Regions from separate parts of the Danio rerio genome. Here region 2 is linked to region 1. Evidence: chromatin contacts called from public Micro-C data. All regions are on one chromosome and are shown on one strand. Each heading gives the region's core, a stretch centred on a gene start, on an enhancer-like site or on the middle of the called end of the contact. The rest is flanking DNA. Distances are from core to core; before and after follow the strand shown. Region 1 holds the start of rin2a (Ras and Rab interactor 2a). Region 2 overlaps ddx43 (DEAD (Asp-Glu-Ala-Asp) box polypeptide 43).

Region 1 (6,390 bases), core at 2,745-5,244:
TTTTAATGTGTTTTAATAGTACTTTATTCTTGTAACTGCTAAAAGGAATTTTCATCAGCCATAACTCAAGTATTGAGTCAGATGATCCTTCACGAATCATTATATGATGCTGATGCTCAAGAAACAGTGTGATACTACGATCAATGCTGTTTAATTCTTTTGTATTTCTTGAGGAAAATGACCAAAAAGAACATTTATTTAAATGATAAATATTTTGTAAAATTGTAATAGTTGTTACTGTTACATTTGAACAATTTAATCAATCCTTGCTGAATAAAAATAATAGGTTAATAATTTAATAATAATAGTAATAATAATAAAATAATAATAATGATGAATTGCCCCAGTGCATTATAAAAATAGTATGGTGGCCTACAGAGGTTAGCGTGCTGCAATTTAAGAAACCACTTGCAATTACAAAAAGGCTAGCAAACTATAAAAGATCTTTACCCATTTTAAAACATTTTTAAAAAAACGTGTTACATTTTGACTTAATGCAAACAGGTTAATAAAACCCACTGCAAATCCTCACAACGCAAACAATTTACGTAAACGCACTGCATTTTTTCACAACACTTTCAAATAACTCGGAACACAATGGACATGTTTCAAGGGGACTCTAAAACGTGACGGACCTGGCTATTTAGGTTATGGTTATTTATGTTAATAAATACTAAAGACAACTGAATCGGGATAATAAAATAAACTCACCTTTCAAAGATCACCTACAACTTCACTAAGCATAGGCTGTATCTCAATTCCAAAAATGCTGAGAACGGACTCGTGTTCTTATGGAGACTGTTCTTGAAAAATTACCAAGTTACCAAGAAGAATGGAGACCATGAAAACAGAGAATGCGGCCTGTGAGAAATAAGATGCTGCGTTCTTTCTGATGGTCACATGACCTTCACGCATTTTTAATGGTTAATTATTTAACATTACAGTGTTCATACGATTTATTGTTTTTCCTCTTTTCACAATACATAATAAATACCTCACAAAAATACGTTGCACAATACAAATAGAACACGTGTTAATACGAATTTCAGCAAATAAACATTAATAAAAGTTTCATGATAATGTTTAGCTTCACCGTTTCATTTAGGGAAACCTCTGAGACAAATAAGTTTTATCTCTTACAGTAATAATACATTTGTCTAAAATGCAGTCGCAATTCTGTGATTTCTCAAACAAATTTTGCACTCAAGTCTGCATCGATGTGTCCTCGATATCAAGAAAACATCAGGGAACTTTCACGTGTCCGTCGTTCTTGTGGTCTTGAGTTTTGGAAATGAACTTTAGCGTTGATGATGACGTTAGATGAGAACGCTAGTCATAGTCACGTCATGAAAGGGTCTCTTAAGTTTTTGGGTCCCTTTAAAACAGTTCCATTGTGTTCCATTCTTTTTGTGTTGTAAGAACTACAACACATTTTCATAAAATGTTTACATTGTGAGAAAAGCAGCAAGTGTACTGTTAAACAGATAAAAATCTTTTCTTAATTTGCTGGCGTTTTTTTGTAGTTGCATGTGTTTTCTTAAATTGCAGCCTATAAATTGCTCTCTCGGCCACCGTAGAATAGAATCAACTGCACTAAAAGGAAGAAATGACATGCAAGTTGACAGTTGAACACACTACAGTATCACTCTGCTTATGTCTTTGACTTGCTTTCCAATTCAGTGGTTAAACTATTTACCACATTATCAGTCTCACTTTGCATTTATTGCTCTGACCATAATCTGGTATCACATTTATTGCATGTCAAGTTATTTAAAGGGACAGTTTACTCAGAAACATTTCCTCATTATATACTCACACTCAAGTCGTTCTAAAACCTTCATGAATTTTTCCTTCTGTTGAACACAAAGCAAGATATTCTAAAGGATGAAGCAAGATATTCTGAAGAATGAAGCAAGATATTCTAAAGAATGAAGCCAGATATTCTGAAGAATGTTAGCCACTGACATCCAAAGAAGGAACAAAAAAATGCAATGGAAGTCAATGGCTTCTGCTTTCTACACTATTCTTTAGTTTATCTTCATTTGTGTTCACCAGAAGAAAAACTCAAACATGTTTGGAACAAGTGGACAGAGAGTAAACAATAACAGAACTAGCACTTTAATGACATGGCCCCTTCATTCACTGAATTTGTTGTCACAGCAGGCGCTAAAATTATTCTGACAAATCACAGCACACACACACACACAGAAGCTACCCTGACACTTCAGTCACAGCTGCTGACACCTCAGCATTTGAGAAGCATTCTTTGGTTGCATCAGCAATTTGGTGTGAGCCACAACTTCAATAAAGTTAATACAATTGGTATGTATAGAGTATTGAAATGGATCAGAACATTCCGTTGTCAAACTAATCCAATGCCAGTCACTGCACAACTCTGAAATTCTTGTCAAGTGACGCATGTTCTGGGCAAAATCAGTTAAGTTACTTCCCATTGCCTGAGACTAATCCTCTTAACAGGCCTTCGAGACTCTGCTGAATTATTTGGTGTGGAAGAAATGAAAAGTCTGGTGGGATGGTTTTTAGAAACAAGTAAATAACGAACGCCATCAATTAAACTAACAGCAATAAAAGAGAATGCGCATACTGCATGAATGGCAGATAGGTAAACACATCACAGGGACTTTCTACTGACTTCTATTGTTTGTTTTCTTATATCCTCTAACATAAGCTTTTACTTTTTTTGTTTTGTTTATTAAGCTATTTTCCTAACAGGGGAGTTTTTGGCTGCTCCTCCAAATGTTAATTTCAGGTTTTACCATCCAGGGTTATTATGATCAGACAAACCTGACTTGTTTCTCTGCCTATTTTTAGGGGATGCCAAAATTTGGCAAACATTTTACAACTACCTCACGCTTCTGATGTGATGTACTTACACAAAGCAGTGTACCTTTTTTGACGACAGTAGGTTGAAGTTATAAACCTAACTCGTTTTCTGTGACTAACTTTAGAGGATGCCAAAATTTGGCAAACATTTTACAACTACTTAACGTGTTTCTGATGTTAATTAACTTACACAAAGCATTGTACCTGACGACGACAGTAGGTTGAAGCTACAATGTGACCTCTAATCTAAGTTTTTCATTCTTTTATAGTTTACAAAAGAGCATATAAAAGGAAGTTTGTCCAAAGATGATCTTTTAAATTGTGAATTATTATTCAATTAACGCACACGAACATTGCTCAGTGTATTACAGCTACTTTCAGCAGATGTGAAAGCAGCCTTCATGCTCATGAATTCAGTTTATGGTATCAGAAATCAAAACGTTTTACAGAGATGTAAATAATCTGATGAGACTACATAACTTGAACGATTCCTTAAGAAACATCACGCTGCGGTTCAATAAAATAGCACAGGATAACATCTTTAGTTGCCAATAGACCATTTGTGTTAGCACATAAACATGATTGTATTACATGTACCTGCTGGCAACAAAACGAAACAATATAGATACATGTCCAAAAAAAAGAAAAAAAAATCAGGTAGGACTAAAGTTGCCAAACTACTATCATTGAATTCTAAACATGTTACGTGTAAACGGAATTACTAGCATGGTTAATTACGTGTTAATAAAATATATATCAACAAAACATAACACCTGAACATTACAATTGACAATTAAATGAACTTACATAATTCCACTAAAGAAAACACAAACAAAAACGGTTTGAACGTCTTTGAAATGAAGCTGGAACCGAAAAACAAAACACTCGAAAAGCAAAACAATCGCCGCGATCTTACGGTAATAAACGGTGCGTAGGACTCACCTCGACGGGACGAAATCAAAACACCCGTTAACAAAAGCGTTGTAACGCATTTATAAGAGCTGGGTGGTGTTTCTCCAAAGGCTGAGCTGCAGTGAACAGTTTTAGATGTTCCTGCATGACCGAGGCGAAGTTGTTTCCTTGTACTTCGCAAGAAAGTCTCATTTAACTCATGGCTGTGTTGAAGCATGCGACCTCTCCCGGCAAAAACAAACTCCAGGAGAAGAACAAAAGTTGATATGCATTGCGCTTTCACGTCACGTGTTCCAGCTGGGAATGTCTTTGGAAGGGAGAAGTCTTTGTTACATCTACCAGCCATTCAGAGAAACATGAAAGAACCGGAAAGAGTGGAAAATACACAGATTAAATAAAACATCTCTTCTTCTCATCCCCAAGTGGTTAAAAAAATCAACAACACAAACACTACCAACATTTTCACTTGTTTTTATTATGTAGCTACAAGAGATTACAAATCTTTGATTTTCCAATATTCCAGGTGTTATTAGGACGTATAGTGTGTGTGTGTGTACATGAAATGCTAGCTATAAAATTAGCCTGTCCATCATATATGATTTAATATAAAGTTATATATATTGGAAATTATACTTAAATATACTTTTAATCCTGTTTTGAGATCATTTCTAATAGTACATTAAGCCGAATTTATTCACTAGTGAGGAAAACAATCATCTATTTCTGTATTTATGTAGGTTGGGTGTAGAAAATATTACATATTTCTCACATGGAAGTAAAAATGTGTAAATTATACACATAAACAAATGTGTCAGAATGCAAAAGTTCTTTGAAACAAATGCATTAATATTCTTTTCAAAATGCAAAACAAACCGCAAAACTGATTTTTTTAGGGTAAAAATTAATATTAAAATAGGTTTAAACTGAAACAAACAAAGTACAATATATTTCAAATAAAGTTGTAGGTGCAAAACAGACAATATAACACTGTTTCTATTTTTATTTTAAATATCTATTCTTTAATTTGAACATTTTCAAATGATTCAAAATTTTAACTTAAAAGCTGCAAAGGCAATATTATATTACAAAGAACGTAATATGACAAAAAAAACTTTATCTTTGAATGTCAATCCTTCACTCTGGGGTCAGTTCTTCATTTACTAAGTTCACTTTCCCAGTTTATTTTTAATATTTTATAATTATACTTTGAGTCATTTAATGACACACTATTACATATAATTATGTTATATTGTCACCTGAACCTCTCCAGATTCCAAGTTTAGCGGGTTATGATCCTCTACTGTATTATCATATTTGGGACAGATGAACTCAATAGGCTTCCAATGCGGTCTTCGTCCGCTTCCTCTCTGTCGAAAAGGGGCAAACCGCAACCATTTCTTCACTACATCAGCAAACTGATGATGTGTGGCCTCCTTTCCAATAGGTGTCCTCTTTAAGGCACCTGTACAGAACAGGGTTAAAACAGTGCTTCACAAGAAGATTCTAAAATAGCTGTGCAACAAATCAGAAGTGCATGCACTGAATCATAATTTGATTTAAAAAAGATTTGCTTACGAAATAAAACACCCTGCAGTCTGGTGTTTCTGAAGCTCCTCTTCTGTCCTCTGCCAACCCAGTTGAGCTCTGAGCCCACACTGAAAGACAGAACTGTGTGCATAAGACGCCGAACTGCATCATCAACTGTGGCTCCACCCATCCTTGAGAGGTGCGACACCTATGTAAAAAAAAAAAATAAGAAAAATAAAAATTATATATATATATATATATATATATATATATATATATATATATATATATATATATATATATATATATATATATATATATATATATATATATATATACACACACACACACACAAAATATGAAGTAATACACAGTGCAGGTAAAGAAGGGAGGATTCTTCCATAAAAAGTATAACGCAATGACATGTAAGGATTTTTGTAGCAACCTGTGTGTATGTTGCTTTAATAGTTACCATATCCAACTTGTTTTTCACATGGGAACATTTGTAACTTGAAAATTGTAACATTGTAAAATTTTAAAGGCCAGTACTGGCTGGAAGGGCATCCGCTTTGCAAAACATATCCTGGAATAGTTGGTTGTTCATTCCGTTTGTGGCCACTGATAAATAAGGGACTAAGCCAAATAAATATGAATGAACGAATGAGAAATTTTAACTTAAATGTGAACACTTTGGTTCTCATTCACATTTATTAATTTTTACCCATTATACTGATTGATGTTGGAAACTGCCATTTTCTGATCTAACACATGATTGTTAATATATTGTCATAAACACTTATTTTTAGTGTTAGCTATTACTTGCATATGCTATTAACATAACAGCAAATGAATCTGAAGTATAAAACATTCACATTTAGAAAAGAACTTACTTGTTCATTGCAACTTAAGGTGAATAAAGATGAGCAAAACATTATGAGACCCAGCAAAATATGTATTTGGTTCTGTGCATACTGCCAGAACAGCATGAATGCACACATTAACAGACTCTACAACACCTAAAGGCCAAGATGTTAGCAGCAGATTCTTTACGTCAAATTTTGCTTTCATTTTAGCTCCAACCAGCTCCAAAACTTAAAACGTGTGTTT
Region 2 (6,191 bases), core at 2,173-4,672, 110 kb before region 1:
TACAAATGAAGCACTGATTTAGGGCATGGTGTTCTACATATAATAATTGTATTGTTTTTGTACATTATGCTTCTCTAATAAAACAGAAAAGAGAACAACAATATCTTTGTGGACGATTTAAAAGATGGTGACAAAAGAACAATTCCCAATCCAGTGTGCACGTTTGAGGAAGCTTTTGCTCACTATCCTGGCATCATGGAAAACATTGTCAGAGTAGGGTTTAAAAAACCAACACCCATTCAGGTAAAGAACTCTCTTTCATGCTTGCTTCTCACTGATTGTTTTTCTGCCTTATGTAAAATAAGACATTCAGATGAATGGAAACCTGGTTAATTTTCCTAATGGTTCAGTCGCAGGCCTGGCCAGTCGTCCTGAATGGAATAGATCTTATTGGAATAGCCCAGACAGGAACAGGCAAAACTCTGGCCTACCTCCTTCCTGGATTCATTCATATGGATGGACAACCAATGTAAGTGTGTTCCAGGGTTCATCCTTTTTGTTAACAAGTGAATCTATTTTACTCTGATTGATATACACATTTATTGAAGGCCCAGGGACAAAAGAAATGGCCCTGGCATGTTGGTTTTGACTCCTACTCGTGAGCTGGCCCTCCAGATCGAAGCAGAGTGCAACAAATACAGCTACAAGGGATTTAAAAGGTGCTGTAATTATTAAGTTCTCCAAATTAATTCAAATTTAATCCATAATTTAGGGTTTAAACCAACAAAACAAAATTCCTTACATTATTTTAGTATCTGTATCTATGGAGGAGGTGACCGAAATGCCCAGATTAAAGTAGTGACCAGTGGTGTGGACATTGTCATTGCAACACCTGGACGGTTAAATGATCTGCAGATGAATGAGCTCATTAATTTGCGCTCCATCACCTATTTGGTAAGTAATAGCGTTTGTAAGTTGAAATAAGGATACGGATGAGAATAAATGTTTTTGTGTCCATTAGGGGTGCAACGGTTTGGTATGTATCACAGTTTTAGATTTACATGCTAAGGGTGCTTTCACGTCTGTGAATCGATTCAGTTGTTCTGAAACAGGGATTAAAATTGTTACAATGTTGCTCTTTGTTCTTGGTGCAGTTCGCTTTCACACAGCAAAGTTTCTAAACGGACCAAAAGAGCTAAAACAAGTCACGTGCGATTAACCTCTCCTCACTTTGTCAGTTTCATGGTTTATTTTGCAGAGTCCGGATCAGCTGTCAGGGGGGTGGTAGTGGTTTTGATGGTGTTTGATAGGGTGCTCGCAACGTGTCTGAAGAGCAAGGACTGATTCGGTGGGGAGGGGTGAGAAGGGTGCGCGACGTATTTGAGGAGCGGGAGGGAGACGAGCGATTTCTTGGAGATTATCACTTGTTTGCGGGCACCCAGGAGGCTCTGTACATTCACGGGAGACTAACGAAACTTCCGGGAGACTTGGGATGTCTGGAATGACCTCCCCCCCTGCTCCTAATTCTCTCTTTATATAGCTGTATGCCTATTACATATCCATATTACACTGTGATATAACCGGGCTCAGATTATATTGCTTTCTCATTGCAATCGATCCACTCCAGAGTTCGTTTCAATCGAGCTGAGACCACCTCATTCAAGCGATCTCGGAGTGATTATTTTGGCGCGGATCCGAGCTTGATTGGTGGTTTCATATATGCCAAGCGAACCGCGCTAACTGGGCAAACGTGACAGGTTCCGAAACATAAGTATAGGTGTGAAAGCACCCTAAGACAGGTCTTCGCACAGGCGATGGATGTGAAAAGTAATCGAAAGCTTAGAAAGGCAAAACTGCTTTGTTGCAGTTTTTATTAACAAACCAAAATTAATAATGTATATTCTGAACCGTGGATCACAGGGCGCAACGAACCGTGGGAGGACAATGAGACTGCGTTTTTTTTAGTTTTTTTTTTGACCAAGAACCGTTGCATCTCTAGTGTCTTTGATAAAAATAATTTTGTGTATATGCAGTTTTTCTTTCTCTTTTTCCAGGTGTTGGATGAGGCTGATAGAATGTTGGACATGGGATTTGAACCTCAAATCATGAAAATCATTCTGGATATTCGACCAGACAGGCAAACGGTTATGACTAGGTGATTTATTTGATACTTGAAAAATATCTTGATTGCAGGTAGAACAGGGTATTCTCTTTTTTTTAAATTTTGTTTCATTGGTCAGTGCTGGCAACTTTTTTTAATGAAAAGGTGGTAAGCTCTGCCCGAAAAGTTGCTAAATGTTGCTAGATTACTTCAAATGTCAATTTGCGTATTACTGACGTCAGCAAGTACAACCGTTTCTGTTTGTTTTACAGCCTATGGCTAATAAAGGTTTTTTTAATGTGCACTACGCTTTATGTATGCATGCCAATTTGACTAAATTATTGCTGTTTGAATACAGTATGTCAGTATAGATGTGTAGTAAATTTGCAGTAATCTCACAGACGTAATAAACCAAAACTGTCACTAAAATGTCTGTGATTGTGAACAAGAAAAACGGTCAAAGAAAAAGTCTGAAAAGTTGCTGAATATAGTGACAAAGTCGATAAGGTGACAACACTAGCGTTAGTATTTGTTTCTCTGAAAAAACAGTGTTCGCAACTTAATTGTAAACGCAAAGCATATTTGTGTTTAAGGATTAGGGGATGGTGAGCTTGAATCAATCTGTTACTCACCTGTGGTCTTTGAGTCAAAAAAGGAACATTTTATGAAACACCCAAGTTAAAAATGTAAAAAATTTCCTTCTACTGACGTAAAAAAAAAACAAGCGTACATAGTTTATCCTGAGCTAAAGTAACAGTACTTTGTACTGTTTACTTTAAACGCAAAATGGACATTTTTCTCTGCATTTATTCAGTTTGGATCTCTATCTTTCTGTTGCAGTGCCACCTGGCCACCAGGTGTTCGGCGACTGGCCAAATCCTACCTGAAAGATCCAATGATGGTTTATGTGGGCACACTGGATCTAGCAGTAAGTGAATATTTACACGTGTGTCATATATATATATATATATATATATATATATATATATATATATATATATATATATATATATATATATATATATATATGTAGATATATATATATATGTGTGTTTATATTGGATAATGCTTCAATAACAGATCAAATATAGCTTTATTTGTTTGGCCTCCTTATTAAAAGTCCCCAGTTAACTTCTGTGTCTGTCTGTCTTCAGGCAGTGAACACTGTTCAGCAAACGGTGCTGTTTGTGCAGGAGGATGAAAAAAAAGACTACGTTTTTGATTTCATTCACCGAATGGAGCCTCTGGACAAAGTACTAATATTTGTTGGAAAAAAACTCAAGTAAGTTTAAAGTGAGATGAGCTTTTTCATGAAACAGGATATGGGAGGAGCTTCACTCACTGAAATGGCATTGCTTAACATGCTTTTACTGTGATCGCTTGACATGACAATGGGTGACAATTTGCTCAGGAATAGTGTGGGTTGAATGGTTTGTGGGGAAATGCTTCTCTTTTCTAGAAATGAAACTTGGCATTTCTCCATTGTCAGAGGGTGTAGCTGTTTAATAAATGGCCATTCTTACTATCACTTGCTTTTCTACACCTCGATATGACAGGCATTTTTTTTTGTTTGTCAAAAGTTGCGCAAACATTTAAACAGGTTCTTTGTTAGACTTTCATGCTGATATTTTCATTTTGTGCAAAATAAGATTGCTCAGAAATTGCCTGATACTCGGCCTGCATTAAATCAAGTGCTTCAAGATGATAAGGGCTTATTGGTTAAAATTGCAGCAAAGGTTGTTTAAAATGGGATTGTTCACCCAAAACTGAAAATTTCCTAATCCTCTTTTTGTACCAAATCTTGATGGGTTTCTTTTTTCCATTGAACACAAAAGAAGAAATACTGAGAACATACCTGTCAACCCTTCCGTTTTTCCCAGGATTCTCCCGTATTTTACAGTTCTATCCCGCTATGATCCCGTAAAGGTATTTTCACGTAATTTTTCTGTAGTTTTGGTGTTTCTCTGAAGGGTAACAAGAAATATTAAAGAGCCGAGCCTCCCTATACGCAACCCATACCGCCGAATCGCATGGGGGCCACCCCTTGCTCTTAAATGTGAGTCTGTTCTGTGCTTTCGCTTTGTTTAGGCACGAAAAGACATTGAAATAAACATAAAAACGGCGCGATTCCCTTCCTTTTCATTACAAGTGTCATTTTTTTTCATACACAATTTCGTCCTAAATGAGCATAAACAGTTAGGAAAACAGTCGAATGCTTTCATTTCAATGTTAATGTTAGATGTGTACATTTTTAAAGTGACACCTGTTATTTGTTAATGTAATCAAACGAAAAAAATCTAAATAAATCATTCATACGTTGCTCTTTAATCACCAGTGCGCGTATCTCTATAGGGAGCTTTTTTGTGCGTTCTACATCTCAGATAATGAACTTGCAAAAGATATGTGGATGATTCATATTACTTACACATGCATATTCCAAATATATGTGAAAGATGTCATGTAACGCGTTGAGTCAGGTAAAAATACAGGACAGCTCGTCTAACTTGTGTTGCAGCAAAAAAATAAATCAAGGCTCACACATGTCGCATTCCACATGTTGTGCTTTATTCTCCTTTCAACAGTGTCACTGTATATTACAGAACAATAACTTAATTTGAGCATCAGAGAAAAATAAAAATAAACATCGGTCCCACGCACATGTGCTTCTTGTGGTACATGCATCTACAGACAGTTCTCGCACGCACACGCAAACACATAGTGGCAATCTCTCTGAAAGGAGCCTCACCCCATTTTCATTCGTTACAGACACTTGTCAGATTTTATTTAAGAGAGATAGCTGATTACACAGCACAAAAGTGCATGCTTGTAGGGGTGTGATGTAGTGATGTGAAACCGATCCGCGAATCACAGCACATTATGATAGATGACCAATCAGAGTCACTTGAGGGCGGGCCTTTCGGAGGAACTAGGAAATATGACATTAGTTTTTATGTTAGCAGTGTAGCTGTAAATATTCAAAGTAAGATATATGAAAAAATAACCTAGTTTTATTCAAGTGAAACACATTGCTTTGCATCTTATAAACACAACAAAGTCTTAATAATACACTCCGGACCACCCCTTAAACAAAATAAAGAATCTCACAAAGGTTTGAAGCCACTTTAGTGTGAGTAAATGTGAGTAAATTGTCATCTTTTGGTGAGCTATCCCTTTAATCAGCCTTTGTCTGCAAGAAATATGCAAAATGACCACAGTTTGGTTTGTGTGGTGACCTGTGAGTATGATCAACTGTATGGCTATTCCTTTATAATCCTCACTGTTTTTCTCCCCCTTGCTGAATAGAGCTGACGACCTCTCCAGTGACCTGTGTCTTCAGGGTATAGCGGTACAGTCTCTGCATGGAGACCGAGAGCAATGCGACAGAGAAGAGGCCCTGCAGGACTTTAAAGATGGTACAGTATTTTAATAAGCAGCAAATACAATGGTGACGTGTAGTTTTTGTGCCAATAGCAGCACCAAATGAAATTGCTGGCTAATGCTGACAAATTGGTAGCCTCAAATAAGTTAAGCCAGTGCTGTGATGAACTGCTTACTGCTTTTGTTTTTAACCATGACTGACACCAAAAATACATACTTAATTAGGACTGGGTGATTAAATGAAAAGAAATGCAAACCAAAATTCAAAATCTCTAACAGATGAAATTTTATAATTTAATACTGTTAATACTTTTCCCTAGCCATTCTGCTTGCAGCTTTTTCAGAATCTCACTTTGCAAGCTGTGTATTAAAAGACTAACCGCTTAATCAGCAACCCTCTAGAATGGAAGAAAATCACTCACATGACTTTAAACTTGGGGATGAATTATTCAATTTCACTCGCCAGTGATTGTGGCTTAGAGTAAATTTGATGCACTGAACAGACTGACCGAGTGTTTCAGTTACCCTCACAATCCTGTGTTATATCAGTGAATGCACAGAAGACAGAAGTATCGATAAGCTCTGACATTAACGGTTCTGCTATCGATACTGGAGAATTATTGCTGAAAAAACATTACTTGCGGTAGCATTATTGAACTGACCAACCTATTCTAATTTGTAATATTTGATATTCGTCTGCATAGTTGGCAATCTCACATGAGAAATTCTTGTGTTTCTGGCGAGCGTGTCAAGTATAAAAGCCTTTACTGTT

Evidence for each region. A called contact is a pair of places that touch in the nucleus more often than the background predicts.
Region 2: a Micro-C map of caudal fin shows a contact between it and region 1, with 2.6 times the contacts expected there. The contact joins the enhancer-like site here to the promoter of rin2a in region 1. A contact is called at or near these places in 2 of 18 Hi-C or Micro-C datasets (caudal fin and an unstated tissue).

The regions. Positions count from the first base shown.
Region 1 is chr13:30,456,225-30,462,614 of GRCz12tu, reverse strand. It overlaps rin2a (Ras and Rab interactor 2a), which reads right to left and starts at 3,994. Exons shown (of 13, transcript XM_009307401.4): 1 at 3,787-3,994. It overlaps si:dkey-187a12.4, which reads right to left. Exons shown (of 5, transcript XM_073920915.1): 3 at 5,332-5,491; 4 at 5,013-5,218; 5 at 3,787-4,091. The coding sequence ends at 4,086.
Region 2 is chr13:30,563,177-30,569,367 of GRCz12tu, reverse strand. ddx43 (DEAD (Asp-Glu-Ala-Asp) box polypeptide 43) reads left to right here. Exons shown (of 17, transcript NM_001328193.1): 6 at 87-243; 7 at 351-469; 8 at 549-659; 9 at 753-894; 10 at 1,995-2,095; 11 at 2,882-2,969; 12 at 3,196-3,323; 13 at 5,345-5,454. Among named protein-coding and RNA genes, the nearest start is that of cgasa, 12 kb to the right of the region's middle. Within about 2 kb of position 3,422, at least 4 of the 62 cell types and tissues checked have an H3K27ac peak or open chromatin away from gene starts, as enhancers often do. A contact at or near this core is called in caudal fin, where this site is marked.